2 separate regions of the Gasterosteus aculeatus genome follow, and region 2 is linked to region 1. A link is a contact called in public Hi-C data. All regions are on one chromosome and are shown on one strand. Each heading gives the region's core, a stretch centred on a gene start, on an enhancer-like site or on the middle of the called end of the contact. The rest is flanking DNA. Distances are from core to core; before and after follow the strand shown.

What was found. A called contact is a pair of places that touch in the nucleus more often than the background predicts.
Region 2: a Hi-C map of tail fin shows a contact between it and region 1, with 5 times the contacts expected there. The contact joins the promoter of LOC120823930 here to the enhancer-like site in region 1. A contact is called at or near these places in 5 of 6 Hi-C or Micro-C datasets (liver, skeletal muscle, tail fin and 1 more).

What each region holds. Positions count from the first base shown.
Region 1 is chr8:7,745,664-7,751,940 of fGasAcu3.hap1.1, reverse strand. LOC120823930 (carboxyl-terminal PDZ ligand of neuronal nitric oxide synthase protein) reads left to right here. Exons shown (of 13, transcript XM_040184404.2): 11 at 4,117-4,313; 12 at 4,442-4,566; 13 at 5,428-6,277. The coding sequence ends at 6,076. Among protein-coding and RNA genes, the nearest start is that of eef1db, 17 kb to the right of the region's middle. Within about 2 kb of position 3,515, at least 2 of the 9 cell types and tissues checked have open chromatin away from gene starts, as enhancers often do.
Region 2 is chr8:7,833,889-7,840,165 of fGasAcu3.hap1.1, reverse strand. LOC120823930 (carboxyl-terminal PDZ ligand of neuronal nitric oxide synthase protein) reads left to right here and starts at 3,753. Exons shown (of 13, transcript XM_040184404.2): 1 at 3,753-4,272; 2 at 4,513-4,584. The coding sequence starts at 4,168.

The DNA.
Region 1 (6,277 bases), core at 2,266-4,765:
ACCACCGATGCGCTGCTCGTTTCATTTCTACGCTGCCCAGAAATTAGTCGTGCTGTGATCTTTTCCCTGCGAGCTGTACCTCTGCTTTTCTGCTGCCTGTCTCACATGCAGCATGTTTAACACGAAATACATGATTTGTTTGTCAAACCCGGCCTGAGGTGACAAAAGCAGACTGCTGTACTAGATCGTCTATTGAACAGTCTCTTGAGCAGGTGGACTCATCTCTAATAACAAGAGTTATCGGTATTGGATTCAGAGGAGATTATGTGGGATCATTCATTGCATTGTTTGAAACCAGCTTCATTTGTACTGTACTGCTATCTGCATTATGATGGAGGCTTGTTTCAAAGTTTAATTTGCAGCCAGTTATTGTGCGAGGAAGCCTGAGCACTGCTCCTGCCAACAAAACGGGTGTAGTTTGTGGAAGGGGTTATTTAAGGTGGAGGAGGAGGAGAAGATGGAAAACGAGAAAGCGGAGATGAATCTGTTTTGTAAACGGGGAATCCGTTTTCCCGAGAGGTCAGAGCGGGAGGCTCGGCCTGTCACGACAAGATGGATGCCGGCGGATGTTTCTGGGGATGGAATGCGACGCAGAGGAGGAGGACGACGGGTCGGCTGTGACTCTGGAGGCAGAGAGGTCAGCTTTGTGGACGGAGTCCGTCGTCTGCAGAGCTCAAAGCTTCCTCCCCGTATAGCTGGTTCCTCCTGATAGTCCGATAAGATTAGATGATGCAATGATTTAGCCAGCGACGCGTCCTGTGGATGAGATGGAGACAAAGAACTGACAATGATACAACTACAATAACTGCACATTGACAATCATGCAGGAAATGCAAATATCAGGCTTCTTAATTTCAAGATGGGATTGAACAAATTTGATTTTGTACTTTTTCTGAAATCCAAGCCGGTAGAAAGGAAAACGCACACTAACGAAAGCATCATTTTGAAATCAACTAAACTGATCTTTAAAGAGAAGATTCAATTTGCTTCATTTTAAAATAGTTTTCAAATTTGGTGCAATTGGATTTAGATTATTTTTTCTCCTTATTTTCACTCTAATCTTCAATATTAAGTGTGTCCTGTGAACAGAAAATCATGAATATTACATCAGATCCTCCATCAAAGTGTAAGTGAAATCCAGACGGGGCCCCTTTCAGAGGGGAAAATGAGTACGAGCGGCTGTGTGAGTGAGGCTGTGACTGGCAGCGTGTCCGTCAGCGTTCAATCCACCAAATCAGGAACTTCTTCCATTAATCCTGTCCGTCATCAGTCTACCAGAACCTGAGCACTTTAATCATTCATGTTATAATGGACCTGGGTAAAAAATACATGAGGGTACTTCCATATTAGTTCAGCAGATAAACAGATTCCCGGTTAATCGAACTGCTGCCATTTTCTAAGCCAAAGGGCTTTTTATAGCCCTGTTTACGTAAAACCTAAAATTGCATGAGTTTGCATGAGTTTGCATGAATTGCTTGAAGGCTGAACGTAGTTAATGTGCACAGGGTTCCTTGGATGCTCGCATGGGGTTTTTTCCTGTTAACTTGTTGTTTTCTTCTCCGTTGAGAGTTTTTTTTCAGCTTGATTCCTCAAAACTTTGGATACTGATTTGACAATCTCAACTCAACGTCTCCATCAGTAAGTGTTGGCTTGAAGTAATGGAGCTCACGACTGCTGCTTGGCAGAGGAGAGACGAAATCCCGACAGAGGGGGGCGTTTGGAGCAGATTTGGCCCATTACCAGTTCCACACAATGGAAAGCGTAATCATAATTGCCCTGTGAGTCCTCATTAGTCCTTATTAAGATGGAGAAAATGACCCCCAAGTGACGACTATCCACTTGTTCGCTGTAGCTGTTGATAATATTCAGTTTAAGAGAGAGAACAGTGATTATTATTATATCTCTACATTGTGTTCAGCTATCTTTCAATGTGAAGATGATTGCGTTGATGAGACGTTGGAGTACAGATGTTTTTCATGTGGTGAAGGTCAGCTGACCTGCTAGTTCTCCTGATGCACAGACAATCCTTTACTTATGAGTCCTGTCGTTGCAAATCGAACATCTAAAAAAACGTCATTTAAACCCAATATAATTTTTTTATATTTTAAAATATATATTTATATATATTATGTATATATATAATATATATATTATATATTATATTTAATAATATTTTAAAATACACATGTTCAAACACAGTAACGTAATAGGAAAAAAACGTTTAAACACCAAGGTTCCTTGTAAGGTAGCTTTTGCCGTGTGGTGAGGGTTGCAGCAGGTTGCGTTATCATTGTAGTGGATTCAGCTGCTTGTTCATGAGTGGGAGTGAGAGAGTCTGGTTTTCTAAACCTAAAATGATTCTTTTCCCCGCTGTGTTTCTCTTGAGACTCTCTGCACGCGGCCGAAGTGAAGGGATTACGTGTGACTAAACTACTGAACGTTAACAACAAATGCAAACTGCGAGTTTGGAGCGACACGCACTGAAAATAACCCTCCCGATTTCCAAAATGATGCAGAAAGAAGAAAGTCGGCGTTAATGAACGATCATTTTTGCAAAAGACCTCTGGCGTATTTGCACTTAAAAGACAAAACACCAAACCGCACTCTGTAACCTGCTTTTACAGTTTCACAGAGAAGGTAAACTGAGTGCAGCAGTTCTCTTGAGTTTCTTCGGCCGTCACATTATCACTGATTAAAGATTCTTTTGTTCAGAAAATGAATCTCCTGAATCTTAAATGTTGTCTTTCAAAAGTAACTGAAAACCGCTTCTCCAGTGCACACAGGACTCATTATTACAATTAATATTAATACTAACAACTAATACGTTATTGTATATTATACTGTTTTGTGATTTGCTGTCCCACAGTCCGATTCACTAACTTTGATATGCTTGTTGATATTTGTTCCTCATGTTTTAAACTTACTGGTGGCTCCAACTGTATCTTTAGTATTTATGTAATGAAACTAGGACCCGGCTGCTGTTTCAGTGGCTTTAAAAACCTTTCATCAGGTTAATACTTGATTCAATTTACAGCGATTGCTGCGATTCGAACTAAACGCGCGGCAGACGGTGCTTAATCGCGCATGGCGCCGCCTGACTGGAAGGTCTTTATTGGAATATGTCCGATGCTGCAGTTGCAGAGCGGGCGAATGAAACAATCACTTTAATTGTAACGCTTCAGTGGGCAAGAAAATCCAGCTGTTTTGTCAAACTAAATCCCAGCAGAGTACTCTGTCCCGTCTCCACCAGTTGGGAGGACACACATTAAAGGGATAGTCTGGTTGTTTTGAAGCGAGGTACCTTCTCCTATGGGTGCATTACAATGTCCATCCAGTAGGAAGCAATGGGGAGGAATATGTGGACTGGATGTTTCCCTGCATGATGCTGCCTGTAAAGTCCATGTAGTTTGTTCTCTCTGTTCTCTTCTATCTCCTTGAAGTTGCATTAAATACCCTCAGTGGCACGTTGATGCATGATCCAACCTGTCCGCTGGCCTCCGGCTAATGTGCTACTGTACATCTCCTGATTGGCTCAGTAAGTGAAGTGCTTGCATATGAAGTGACGGTGCACTTGGCTGCTCCACCCTAGTTTGATCTGATTCTAATTGCTGATATTTTTCCTACATTTATCTGGCCAAGATGTCCTCTGACTTGTCTCACTACAGTAACACACGAATCGGCTGCATTTTAAACTCGCAGTGCAATGATCTGCATCTCTGGTGGTCCAATTACCTGAAATCTGATATTTTTGTCTCATTAAATGCCTTCCGAGAAACATTTCTCTCCAAGAGGTAAGCTCGTTTATCTTGAGTGGACTGAAATTTCCCTGAGCTCTCCTTTCATATTTTGCTGTTTCTGCATCCTGCATTTTGGTCAACCGCTTCATTTGTATTTATGAGCATGTTTCATTAGAAATGCCTCACCTTTTTTTTTTTTTACATTCTGTGATCATTACATACGATATTATTCCACTGGCATCCCAATGACTGAAACGCGCTGTGCTGATATGACATCAGTCTGTTTGGAGCAGAGCTGCAGAGCGACGTGGTCCCATTTGTATTGTCTGGTATTCACCTCGTCTGTCTTTCTGTCTCGCGTTTCCCTCCTTTCTCACAGTTGATCAAAGTATGTTTGAGAACTCCGTTGCCCAGCAGTCCAGTCCTCAGACCTCGAGGTCGGGCCAGCCCTCCACCCGACGCTCCCCGGCATCAGCCAATCACAGCCTGGGGTCCGGCGCTGTCGACTCCCCATCCTCTGGAGGCCAACAGAGGCTTAAAAATGCCATTAACCTGGGAAAGGCTGTCGGGGCAAAGGTCAGCGCAGTTCAAGCAGGAAGTTGTCGTCTTCTGCTCTCCATTATTTGGGGTTGCGATGTAAATTCCATTTCTTCAATGTCGCAACGGTGGAGCAGACTTCCGTCTTTCTTTGTCTTTTTTCGTAGGTGAATGACTTGTTAAGGAGGAAAGAGCCCAGTCACCTCGGGGACATCGGGGTCACAGAGGTCAACAAGAACGTGGATGCCGTGTGGAGCAGTCTGGACCAACTCCACCAGTCCTCTGCAAACAGGTGCGCACACACACACACACACACACACACCTTTTGACTTGATCCGTTAGAATTTATCTTCTTCTAAAGATCATTTTGAATTAATTTGCAAACTTGTGCCTCAAAGGTTGCTGGTTTGATGCAGTCTGATCAAATGTTTCCTTTTTTAGCGCTTCTGTATAAAGGTTCAAATTCACAGAACTTTTGACGAACACATTATCGTATCGTAGGCAAAACTTTTGAATTACCTCTTCTGAGAGAAGTGTCTATCAATGCGTCGTATAGCCGGCAGCAAGGGTGAATGATTTAAGATTTTTCCCGTGAAGTGGGGGTTTAAATGAATAATGACACATTAAAATGTCCTGTGAGACGTCTGAAATTGAATAAGATTGAATTTTTCAGCCTCTTATTCAGTCAAAATGGAAATTCCATTTAATTATGTATTCCTCCCACTCATACATGGCAGGTTGTTTCTGTGTGTCTGCACCGGGGATTAGTTCTGGAAAGCATCGATCTGTTGTGTGTCCAGAAGATCAAAGTCATTTCCGGCACATCTGCTCCCAGATGTGGACGCTGATGAGTTGAGGTTTCATTTTACTGGGGCCGATTGGTCTGTAGCCGACTGCTGGAAGCTGTGGACTCACGTTCAGAACAATCGGGAGAGAAAGGATACTTTTATTTAGACAATGTCCCCTGTGTCCTCCACGGAGGAGGTGTTTGTCCCGGTGAGGAGCTCTGCAAACGTCTCCTTCCACCGCTCAACAATGGTCCCAATGGTCTGTGGTTCTCCTGAGCCCCCCCCCCCCCTCCCCCGAGCTCCTCCCACAACCATACTCAATTTTGACTTGTTTTTAACTTATTGCCTGTGTTCCTCTCCTCCAGTCACATCTCCTCTTTTGACTCCTTCCCCCGGCTGGACCCACCACCCCCGTCGGGGAAGAAGCGCCTCCCCAGGGCGCTGAAGACCACCCAGGACATGATGATCTCCTCTGATCCGGTGGTCGCCTCTCCGGACCCCGCTGACTCTTCCTCCTTCCTTTCTTCTCCCGACAAGACGCCCCTCATCGCCAAGGAGGAGCTGAGGAACAACGAGGAGCAGCCGCGGGGCCGCAGGGAGGAGGAGGAGGAGGAGGACGGATCAGAGGAGCTCACGTTGCCCCCAAGCCCGGCGGAGAAGAAACGTGTCGCTGATTGCTGGGAGACAACGGGAGGCGACGGCGGAGCCGCTGAGGTGACGGGCGAGGGGGAACCTGTGGTGGGGGGCGAAGAGGAGCATCAGCCACAGCTGTCCGTGCCGGACCTCATCAACAAGGAGACCCCCCCGGAGGCCGGGGGGAGGCCCCGCGACGTCTGGCAGAGGGCAGAGGGGTCGCGCTCCCGGCTGGCCTCCACCCCCTGCCCCGACAAGACGCCCTGCCGCGTCAGCCTGGGCGAGGAGGTCCTTCTGGGCAACGGCGCCCCCTGCAGTAAAAGCGTCGGGGTGAGCGCCGGGGAGTCCGAGTCGCACCCGGACCTGCTAATGTTTGAGTAGCGGGTCACACTCGCAGCCCAGTACGCCGCAGAAAGGTCAAATCGGTTGCTCTGAATTTCAACTGGAGGGGCAGAAAGGGTCATTCGAACCGACTCCGAAGGATTCAATATTCACGGCCACTTTTCCATGTTTAACTCTCCCACGCTTTAAGAAAAGGGAACAAGGGCTTGTGTGAATGCGTTTAGATGTGCCGACAGAGAG
Region 2 (6,277 bases), core at 2,504-5,003, 88 kb before region 1:
AATATCATTAACATTCAATGTATAGAAAGAAGACAGAGTTGAGTTAAATACCAATGTAGTAAACATGTATAATTCTGAATTGGAATGGAATTGACCCTCTTGTGGTGCAGTGTACACAGGTCATACATTATTTTGGCTCCATACATCTTTGATAAAATGGCATGATAGCCAGATTATATCCATAGTAATCTACCCCCCCCCCCCCCTTCCTCCTCTCCACACACCCTCCGAGTGAGCTGCAAATGTTCAGTTCCTTTAAAGTCCAACGTCGTAAGACAGCTTCAAGCACAACCACTTTAGAAATGTATTGTTGTCATTTGGTGCCTCTCTGTCTTCTTCCCTGATTCTCTCCCGTGAGGAGCAGATCTGCTCCACACGTTGCCCCATATTCTTTGAAATCAGCATTACTAATTCAGTTTAAGAGGCCCTCAAGATGTGTAAGGGTGTGTGTGTGCGTTGATGCATGTGTGTTGCTGTTGCTATAGGCTGAGTTAGATGAGAAGACCCGGGTCTCCGACTGACACACTGACCCAAAACTGAACCCCAACAAAAAAAAAGCCGGTGCCTTGTTTCACACTGAAACACAAGGCTAATGTGTTCAGATTAATCCGCTCCAGAGGTCAACGTTATAGACACATAGTTTTTTCAGATGTTAAAAGTAGCAGCTCTGGTTGGATGGAGGACATAACTCCCTGTTTGCTGTACACTGCTCCGTTACTGTCTATTCTATTAGTGTCCAATCCTGTGTGTGTGTGTGTGTGTGTGTGTTTGTGTCTGTATCCTCTTCGTGGTGCCCTAAAAAAGTCATGCAATGCAACGCATTACGTTTTGTAGCGGTGAAGATGACAGCTAGCCGATCTTAGAGAATGATGAGAAATGCAGGAAATCTGCTCACCAACGAGTAAACTATTGAGTGTCTGCTGTGATAATCTGTCCACAAACATCATGTGCTCGCTTTGCAAATTGACTGCTGATTAAAAAAAGGGAACTCTACAGTAGGTAATAATTGTAGCAGAGCTTAGTTCAGCCATCCCAAACAAATGTTAATTCTCCTTCCTGGGTTCATTTTTTTCCCTCCTAATTCAGAAGCTCATTATGGGATTTTCTTGTAAACCAACAATGTTTTGGTAACGTTCTTTCCCAGCAACACACAACTAAGTGTTAGCCTAACAAATGGGTTCATAGCTTTTATATGCTCATAAAACTTTCCCATAATTGACTTTCACGGCATGCGACATTTGATTACTCTGACTAGCTGTGTGGTTTCTTGTCAAAAACAAAAGCAAATAGCATTAGAATACTTGGCACCATGCTAATTACTAAATAATATAAAATATATACTTTGAATGCTTCCAATTAACACGTCAAGTTGAAACCTATGAACACGAGCATTGAAACCGAAGCCGTCCATTCATTTTCCAAACAGTTTGTTTTGGAGCCCATGCCAGCATGCGTTGGGCAAGAGGCGTAGTACTCCCGCAACAGGTAACCAATGAACAATGGTCTTACCCAGTTCACCTCAAGCAAATACCATTTTACAAGAGACTCCCCTGAGGGCAAACACATCATTACATCTGACTTGTCTAAAACCTGTAACATGTAATACATGTCTCATGTAGGATTACTGGCATTGTGTTGAACTAAAGTCCTCCCTGCACTCCCCCACGCACCTCCAGGCCGGGTTCTTTTGTCTCACCCATTTTAGTTCGTTCTCTGTGGAAAAAAAGTCTCCGGTTTAGGAGCTATATTTGCTGTATTGCTGTGGAATTATGTTGCCTTTTGGCTTTAAGTATAACTGTGATGTTTTTGTACACTGATCTCCAAAAGCTACTTTGCGTGGAGAACATATGCCTCCAAAGCCAAAAGCCCTAATCAACAGATCAACATGTGTTTTCAGTCCTGCCGGGGATTAAGTTGCTCTCTATCCTTTTTTAAAGAGCCTTAAGACCACGGGGTCCCTGAGAGAGGAGCTGTAAGTATTCAATGGTGATTCCTCATGCAGGGACAGCAGCTGTTCTTGTCCGATAACTACTATCATCAGGGTCAGGCCTTCTTGACCTCAAAAATTAAATAAATAACAGTCAGCATGGAGGGATTCTTTAAAGAACTGCACGTATGAAATAATATCATTGTAGTGGAGCCTTTGAAATGTCAAGTCAAATAAAGCTCAGAGATTTCCAAGCATTCTGTTCAAAGATGTATCATCTACGCAACTTTTATCTAATTAACACAATTTCTAAATGAAACAATTTGTTTCAATGAGTTATGATGATTAGGTTTTAATAAACAGGAGGGCAATAGCTGGGAGCCAGATGCCATTTCTGAAGCTCATACCGTTCAGTAAAGCACCGTCCTGCTAGTGTAAAAGCCCCCAGGACGCCATAACAAGCAGCACTTTATATGTTTCCAAAGAGGGGGGTGAGAATGTGAATTACTGCTGCCCCACTTCCCCTTTCCTCGCCTTCCAGGACAACCTTTAGGGGAGCGCTGCACGCATCTTTACTCCCAAGGTGACACAGATGGTTTGTGCATTATACAACATGACAAGTGGGGATGCTTCCATTCCAGATGCTTGAGCAGAATGTCTGGAGGATACTCAGCATGAACGATCTGTCTTAGATGACCGACAACCCAATTAGCTTATTATCAGTGCATCGTGTTGCAGATTGTGTTTAGACCCATAATGTCTTTTCCTGGAATTGTTCAGCGCTTTGAATATGTTCTCATTCCTTCTGATGACATTTTTAGTCTTTAAAGTAGTTTTGTGTGTGTGGGCCTGTGTGTGTGTGTGTGTGTGTTTGTGTAGTTGTGCAAGCTTTTGCACCAAACTTGTGTGGCCATGTTGATGCTCGAGAACCACAAGCCCCCCGTAGATACTGTAGAAGCCTTTTATTGGAATAGATGTTGTTGATTTTTATATAAAAGTGCTTTAAAACGATATTTAGATGATAACGTTCTCTGTTTTATTATTAAAGCAGCATAATCACTAAAAATGTAAAAACTAAAACACATTTAATTAAATTTAAAATAATCTTTATTTAATTTTTTTTCTATATATAGCTAATTGGATCATAAAATGGGAATACCATATTTGTGCTGTGTAAAGTACCTTCTTACATATTTCGAGTGATGAGTCATTAAAAAAACACAAGCCTTTTATTTAACAATTTTGTTAGTGGAATGTATTGGGCTAAAACAGAATACTTGAAAGAAAGAAATGATCATTTCTTATTCTTACATTTTCTTTAAGGTTAAACTCCCATAGCGCATACGGCCACTAGTTGGTAGCCTTGCTCTTTTTTATTTGATAACAGAGGTAAAGGTGAAAACCTCTCCTGTAAAGTGACATTGACATTTTAATTTCCGTAGGCTGTAAATTACCACATCATCTTGCAGCCGTTATCTCTGATCATCCTCCCAGAGGATTAAACCTCAACCTTTTCTCACAGTCAAACAGGAGCCAGGGTCAACCGCTTGCATTGGCCTACACGGACTATTTCATGGTGAAAAACCGCACCACCAGTTTACACACTACAGATGTGTACCGCCTACAGTGGGCGCCACACCACTCCTCAATCGGTTTATTCCCGTGCGTGTACGTGTGTGTGTGTATGCGCAGGGTCGGAGGGAAGAGAGGGGGGCAGGTACCAGCCGCTCCGCCCCCCCCCCCCCCGACAGCCACGGTGCGCCTCTGTTCCAATGGAAACAGGTGGGATCCTCGGACTCCTCCAATCACGCGCGCCCTCCACGCGGGGGCGGGAGGAGTCCGGGGGAAGGAGGCAGAACCCAAACCAACTTCCACAAGCGCCACAGGAAAAGTCGCGAAGACACATCTGTCCTCCTCCCCCCCCCCCCCCCAACACACACACACACACGCACGCGCCGAATGTCGCCGTGTTCTTGTCGTCTGCGTGTGACTTGAGGGCCGCGGTGCCCCGGACCTCTGCGGGAAGTTGTTGCCGCCCAGCGGCCGCTGTCGAGGGCGTAGTGAGCGCCGCGTTGCCGGGACGGTGCGGCGCGATGGAGAACGTGCACTAGCCGGAATTTGGGGAATTGTTTCTTTTTCTTGTTTTTTTTTTCTCGGATTAAAACAGCTGGTTCTCCGTGGAGATTATCTTTTTTTTTTCTTTCTTGGAAGTGCGGAGAGGCGAATTCTTCTTTTTAAAAATGCCTGCTAAAAGCAAGTACAACCTCGTTGACGATGGGCACGATTTGCGGATCCCGCTGCACAACGAGGAAGCGTTCCAGCATGGGATCAACTTCGAGGCGAAGGTGAATCCACATACAGGTTAACGTCTCACTGTAACACTTAACGTCACTACTCCGTGAGACGTGTTTTCAACTTTGGCCGACTCGTATCGCACTGAGACCCAATGCTCAGATACTTAGTTTGAGTCCTAAAAAGTCATAAAAATAACCCCAGGCGAACACGTGCGCTCTTTCAGTGAATGCATAGCGAGAATGGTCGTCTATTGTTTGCTTAATATTGTTGTACCTGTCATGTGGCTGCAGTACATCGGGAGTCTGGATGTGACGCGGCCGAGCAGCCGAGTGGAGATCGTGGCTGCGATGAGAAGAATTCGGGTGAGTGACACCGCGACAAAACCCCCTTCAAAACCTGGCGTTTTTTTTCGACCTCCTCGTTTTTTCTCCTATTTGGCACGTTTGGTGGAATGAATCCCGGGTTTTTGAACATTACCTGGAATCCGAGGCTCTATTCGGCGGACGTATGGTTGACTTTGCAGCAACTTTTTGTAAGGAAAGCGTCAACTTTCTGAATGTTTTCCCGTCCTTCTAATTAGTCATATGGTTAATTATGACTAAAGTGCTCGTCGTCTTTTTCTTTTCTTATGCCGAATTGAAAATAACCACATACTTGTAGAATTGTAATAGTTTCTCTGGGAAAATGTTGCCGACAACCACTGATTTATGAAATGCATTACTAGCGTATGCTAAATGAATGAATGAATACGTGTGGCCCTTATGACTGAGGCCCCAGCAGAATGGCATAACATACCACCCACATTAGTCACAAAGTGCTTTGACCGTATCCATCAACTGCAATGTTATCATTCCTAGTAACGCGTACTTTGTACCCACCCATGTGTGCTCCATCGCTGTTGTGAAGTTTCTTTTTTGAAGCAAGTGTGATCTCTCCTCCCGTCTCACCCTCTTTCTGCTGTGTAACACGGAGATTTACAGCTTTTTGGGCTCCATAAAAAGGACATAATCTTAATCCGTGTGTCGGTCGGCCTGGCAGCACTCTGCTTAGCAACCTAATATAGATTGTACCCGGCGGTGCAGAGGTATTCGAGGATTATGGTGATGAAGTGGTAGAAGTGCTGTGGCTAATCGGTGATACCCCAAAAAACACACTCACGCGTACAGAGGCAACACAAGCACACAAGTCTGAACTTTTCTGAATCAATTTGGCAGTAAAAAAAAATCTGCTGAATAAAATTTAAACTTTTAATGACATTGAATCTCCAATGACATTATTGCATTATTCTTTCTATTGACGGCAGGTCAGTGAAAGGCATTGTGAGTGCAGTCTGCGTCTGACACACACTGTCCGATGCACGAGTTTACACCGCAGAGCACGAGGGGCAAAATGGTCTTATTGCCCTTTACAGAAGACTGACTTGTATCTATAAAATGGACCCCCCATTGTGCTGCCGTGGCAGCTGTTGTGGTCGGCAGGACAACGGCCTTTGGTTTGGCCCCTCTTGTGTGAAATGGGTAGATACTGACTTATAGCGGATACCTGGTTAGGGGGGCGGTTCACGCGTTGGGACGATGGACGAGCACTCAAAGCATTTGTTTGAGTTGGTGATTCAGGTCAATGCTCATTGATTCATACAGTACACTCTATATAAGTGTTTCCCCTATGTTTTTTGGGGGGGGGGGTGGGGGGGTTTGCCGAGCGCGGGGTGGGTTGTCAGTCAGCTGCTGATGCTCTGCCACTGCGAGTGCCACACAGACATATTTGCGCACGTGTGGGACTGCCGTGCGCGGGGAAACTAACCAAGACATGTTTTTTCATTCTACACTTTTTCAGGGAGGGCGGAGGTAATTTTCCGGCTGGGGGGGGAGTAGACATAGTCACCAGTGACTTCACCCACCCTTCATTGTTTAGGCAACTAGAAGGGTGACACATAACTTTAATGAACTGAAAACACTGTTTCCAGTGTTATGGCAATTTGAAAGGATGTACATTCGCTCTGCATCCCTCTTCTCCCCTTTCAAACTACCTCTGATACGTTGAAGCCAGGAACCG